Regions from separate parts of the Mus musculus genome. Here region 2 is linked to region 1. A link is a contact called in public HiChIP or PLAC-seq data. All regions are on one chromosome and are shown on one strand. Each heading gives the region's core, a stretch centred on a gene start, on an enhancer-like site or on the middle of the called end of the contact. The rest is flanking DNA. Distances are from core to core; before and after follow the strand shown.

Region 1 (2,700 bases), core at 106-2,605:
CCGCCCCTCATCCTATTTGGGTGGCATCACCATCACCACCCTTCCCAGGCTAACCCGCTTGACCACTAGAAATCTCTCTTTCGCTTTTGACTTTACTGGATCATTTTTGAGCATTACTGTCTCCATGGCGTTTCATTAAAAATACCACTTTTAACGTTTAGGACCATATCCCTGGGCAAAGATGTGGAGCTTAGGAGAGCACTCCCTGCTTCATGTCTGCTGGCATTAGGCAAAGACGGAAGGAAGCAGCTCAAAGCCTGCAGTAGGAAGGGATCGTTAATGAGGACTCAAGTTCATGTGTCTATGGTTAAAGCCAGCCATTTATTTAACTAAGACTTTCCATTCCCATGCACTCAATGGTTACTTTCATTTCAAGAAATATTGTTTCAACCCCTGAAATTCAGTTTGATTTCTTTTAAAGACAGCTCAACCTTTAAAAAAAAAAATCACTTTTTCTGATGTTCACGATCTCTCCCTTTTTGCATTTAATTATTCTTAAACATACTTTAAAACGATCTGTAGACACTAATTACTCTGTCAGGCTCTGGGGGGGGGAGGGGCACTACTGAGTCTGCTATTTACTGAGTCAAAAGACACTACGCAACAGAATATTTCCTTCTACTATTTTATATGAGTTTTATAGAACCTCATCCTAAGCCAGATTTTACCTACAGCTAGTTTGTTTCAGAACAATTTCATTAGAAAAACTAAAAGTTGTTAGTGTAGTGGCACCTGCCCGTAATCACAGCCTTGGGAGGCAAAGGAAAGGCTAGCCTGGGCCTCAGAGGCTGCTGCTGGGGCTGCTGCTGCTGCTGCTATAAAACAAAAACCTTTTCTGTTGATTTTTCAGCTTGGAGATTATTAGACTCCTCATTTTGTATAAAGCATAAACATAATGAAGGGCACACTTTCTTTGTCCTGAGATGACAACTATGGCATTTGTGTCCAAGCCTGAGAATCTGAGCTCACTCCCCAGACCCACACAATCAGGCATGAATGGTGGTAGGAGAGAGCTGAGTCCTGCATGTTGTCCTCTGGTAGTCACTGCCCCACCCCCCAACATGTACACAAGCCCACAAATCTGATAAACTTGCAAAAAATGATTTTCCTTGTTGTGGGTAGGAGTTTTTGGTTTTGGTTTAGCCATTCTGACAAGTCAGTCTTCTACTAGGCTTACCTCAGTCAGCGTTCAAGCTCCTGGCCTTCCTGAAGACAGAAGTGGAGACTTACACACAAGGTGAGAAACCGTCAGAAGTCTGCGGTGACAGATGGCATAGTACCATGTGCTGCATGGAGCAGACTCAGACACAGCTCCACACGGGTGATATCTGGACTACAGAAGGACAGTGTCACAGTGGGGGAAGGATGGTGCTGTGCCCATGGGTACTCGTAAGAAACTAAATAAAGTGTGAGGCCTGACTCACACTGTGTGCATTCATTTCCGATTGATGTGGTCCAGATATGAAACAACAGCATGTTTAAAGACTTGGAAGACATCTCTGTGATCTTGAGCTTAGTCACACAAAGTCCACTAACCACCATAAAAGACTGACACATAATCAACTACAATACTATGTGTTTTAAAACATGCCACTAACACAACAAGGAGCTCAGAGCAGAACAAAAGACAATTAAGATGTTATACATGCATACGTGTACACATGTTTATTCATAAAACACACATGTATGTTTACTCTTATACACATACACATACATGCTTATTCAAACACACATGTTTATTCATATACATATATGTTTATTCATATACACATGTCTTTACAGTCAAATCTAGAATGAATGCAAAAGAATAGTAAAAGACTCATACATGCCATTGGTAATTGATGATAGATTTTGGGATGTCTTCAATTGATTCTCTACTTTATTACCTATTCATGTGTGTATACCTGTATGTGAGAATATAGGCACACCGTGATGTGTTTGTGGAAGTTGAAGGAAATCTAGAATGTCAGTCCTTCCCTCTGCTATGTTTGAGGCAGAGTCTCCCTTGTTGTCTGCCACTGTGTACTCCAAGCTAGACCTTGAGCATCAAGGGAATTCTCTCCCTCCCATTTTGCATTTTGCAGTGGGATAACCAGGATTACACATAGGAGTCATCAAGCTCAGTTGTACATGGGCTCCAGGCATCAGGACTTACATAGCTAGTGTTTTTCCCCACCACCAACCCCTCTGCCCCCACCCTGTCCACCATATTTGTTCTTAGACAGGGCTACTCTTCTCTGAACCTGAAATCCGTGTTTGAAATTTAAACTCAGAACCTCAGGCATACACAGAAGATGTTTTACCTACTGAACTGTGTCCCCAGTTCCTCGGTCAGACTCATTTAAACTTTTTAAAAAAAGGATATAGTTCATGTTTGGGTATTTTGCCTGCATGTACATATATGTGCACCTAGCACACCATGGATTTCCTGAAACTGGAGTTACACACAGTTGTGAGCTGCCATGTGGGTGCTAGGAGATGAACCTGGAAGAGCAACCAGTGCTCTTAACCACTGAGCCATCTTTCCAGTCCTGGTCAGATTCATTTACTCCTTGCCATCCTTGAATTTTGTGTATAGCACTTTGGTTGATCCATTTCCAGAGCCTCCAGGCAACTGTTGGTTGCTCTCTGCCAATTCAAACAACATATTCAGTTTCCAAGCACTGATGTCTAGCACGGGACTTGCGGCTGTAGCTTGCA
Region 2 (2,770 bases), core at 94-2,593, 470 kb after region 1:
AATAATTTTATTATAGAGACATTTATGAGATGACAGTAGATATAAAAGAATATCAAACTGAACATGCTCATAAACTCTGTTTTTAAAAATAAGATTCAAAGGCCTTTTTTTTTTTTTTTTTTTTTTTTTTTTGAGAAAAGGTTTCTCTGTGTAGCCCTGGCTGTCCTGGAACTCACTCTATAGACCAGGCTGGCCTCGAACTCGGAAATCTGCCTGCCTCTGCCTCCCAAGTGCTGGGATTAAAGGAATGCGGCACCACTGCCTGGCTCAAAGGCCAATTACGATGGATGGGAATACAAATAATGTTCTTGCTTTTTTTACATTTATTTATTTGTTTATTTTGCTTGTTTGTAAGTGTGTGGGCTCGTGTGGGCCATAGCACAAGAGTGAAGGTCAGATAAAACTTTCAGGAGTCTCTCTTTTATCATATGGGTCCTGGGGATCGCAGTCAGGCCTTTACCCCAGTGACCCACTGAGACATCCCGCCAGCCCTCTTTCAGGTTTTTTGAGACAGGATCTGGCTATGTAGTGCAGGCTGGTCTGGAACTCGTGATACCTCTACTTCCCAAGTGCTGGGATTACAGAGATGTGACACCATGAAATATATATTTTTTTATTATTGTCATTTGCCTACACTCTCCTTGTTTTCCACAGCCTAAATTGTTTCTTGACTATTTTCTGGTCTTCTGATTAGTAGAATTTTCTCCCTTTTCTACAAATTCAGACCACAATGTGTTGGTTCCAGCAGTGCGCAAACAGGTACAGATAAGCACTGACAAGTAATACTGCACACATTAGATAATTATACATTAACTAACCTTGGGGTTTTATAGATGTCATTATAACTTTGTGCTTTAATATCTATTATCTCGGTGTATGGTTGCGTTAATCAATAGAGTTTACTTTAAGATTGAAAAATAATTTTACAGCCCAGTCTGAATTGTGGCAGGGTGCTCCCAGAAGACAGCCTGCAGGACAGATGCACCACAAAGCGGCTGCCTTCAGCTCCATTTGCCACGGGTCATATCTTTCTCTTGCTCTCTTGACCCTATCCGACTTCTGTAGAGGTTCTTCAACTCCAATCTGTTTCCTCATCTCCCTGAGCATTCTCTTGTCCTGACGTCTTAATGGCCTGCTCTCTTCCAGACGTGGTAATTTGAAACCTTAGAGCAGACAGAGCCCATCCTAGGATTTCCTGAGGCTCTGAGTTTGCCAAAGGTCCTGCCCCAGTTCTCCAGGCTTGTCCCAGGTCCCTAGAACTTAACAACACCCCCAGTAAGCAAGGCATATGCCTGGATCAGCTCTTTCCTCTTTCAGTTCACAGACCAGCCTCCTAGAATTGTTGAAAACGGAGCCTGGACCGGGCACTTAGCCCAGTGATCTGGCACCCTCCGGTGGCCATGGGTAGGTGTGTCTTGGCTCTTTGCAAGCATTGGCTTTAGATCCCCCCGCCCCCCTCCTGTGACAGTGTAAAGAGATCTGCTATCAGGGATGGTCAGCTCCCCTTCTACCAGGTTCCTAACCATTCTATTGCCTGTCATTTGCTGATGAAGAAATTCAAAGAAGAGCCTGTTTGCCTTCCTTCTTACACAAATATATTTTATATCAAGACAGGCATGTTTATTTATTTATTTGTGTGTGTGTGTGTGTGTGTGTGTTTGTGTATCAGAGGACAACTTGCAGGAATGAAAAACTTTCAATTAATTCATAGCCACACATTGGTCCAGGTGTCAATTAAGCCAGGTTTGGTAGTACATAACTATAACCCCAGCATTTAGGTGGCAGAGGCAAGAAGATTATGAGTTTGAGGCCACTCTGGGCTACAGAGTGAGTTTGAGGTCAGCTTGGATAACACTGGAAAACCCTGTCTCACTAAACAGAAGAGAAAGAGGGAGAAGAAGAGGAGGAGAAGGAGGAAGAGGAGGAAGAAGAGGAAGAAGAGGAGAAGGAGGAAGAAGGGGAGGAGGAGGATCAAGCTAAAGTCCTAAAAGGCCTTGTGTCCTTGGTCCCAGGAGCCTCCTCTCCTTCAGGCTGGGTTTTGGCATCAGACACCAGCCCTTGCAATACCCGCCCCTTTTACAGCCATTGATGTGGTTTTCTTTGACTAGAGATGGAGGGGCCCCACTGAAACGGCAACCAAACAGGGAGCTTTTGAAGAGTGGACACATTAATAACTAGAGCAGCATGAGGCAGAATGTTGATGAGCTATCTGATCCAAACTGTTGGTTACTAGAAACAGTCAAATTACTAAAGATATGTTACTCCTAGGCTGGTCAAAAGGAAGACTCAGGAAAACTATGTCTATCAAAAACCTGGGTCAGCTGAGCTGGGCAGCCTGCAGCCGAGCACTAGAGAACGCCATTGCCTTTCTCTCTTGGGCCCTCCTGAACTCCCACTCAGCCTACCTCCCCTCTTCACTAGCCTTCTCAACCGGACTGCAAACAACTGACCCCTCTAGCCTCTGCATCTCTATGGTCTTCTGGTTTTAGCCCACAACCTACTTGAAGCTTCCCTCTGTGCCTCACTGCAGGTTCCCAAGAGAGAAGGCTTGACTTCTGCTTATCTCTTAAAACCAAAGCACACAGGACAAAGGTTGCTGGATATGGTTTATAGCCACACATCGGGCAGGTATCCAGATAACTGTGATCAGGGTCATGTGACTCACTGCCCACTTAGTCGGGTGGATAGGTAGAATTTTCACCGGCTAGAGATATGAGCATGGCCAGTCATAATTGTCATCTCTTGTGAAGCCTAGTCAAGTGTAATTTGA

What was found. HiChIP or PLAC-seq counts read pairs in DNA pulled down with a chosen protein or histone mark.
Region 2: a FOXA1 HiChIP or PLAC-seq map of pancreatic cancer cells shows a contact between it and region 1. The contact joins two enhancer-like sites. A contact is called at or near these places in 1 of 115 datasets of contacts at active chromatin or transcription factors (pancreatic cancer cells) and 1 of 9 other capture datasets (embryonic stem cells).

What each region holds. Positions count from the first base shown.
Region 1 is chr11:85,928,491-85,931,190 of GRCm38.p6, forward strand. No RefSeq gene overlaps it. Among named protein-coding and RNA genes, the nearest start is that of Tbx4, 43 kb to the left of the region's middle. Within about 2 kb of position 1,356, at least 9 of the 459 cell types and tissues checked have an H3K27ac peak or open chromatin away from gene starts, as enhancers often do. A contact at or near this core is called in pancreatic cancer cells, where this site is marked.
Region 2 is chr11:86,394,583-86,397,352 of GRCm38.p6, forward strand. No RefSeq gene overlaps it. Among named protein-coding and RNA genes, the nearest start is that of Gm33528, 12 kb to the left of the region's middle. Within about 2 kb of position 1,344, at least 86 of the 459 cell types and tissues checked have an H3K27ac peak or open chromatin away from gene starts, as enhancers often do. A contact at or near this core is called in pancreatic cancer cells, where this site is marked.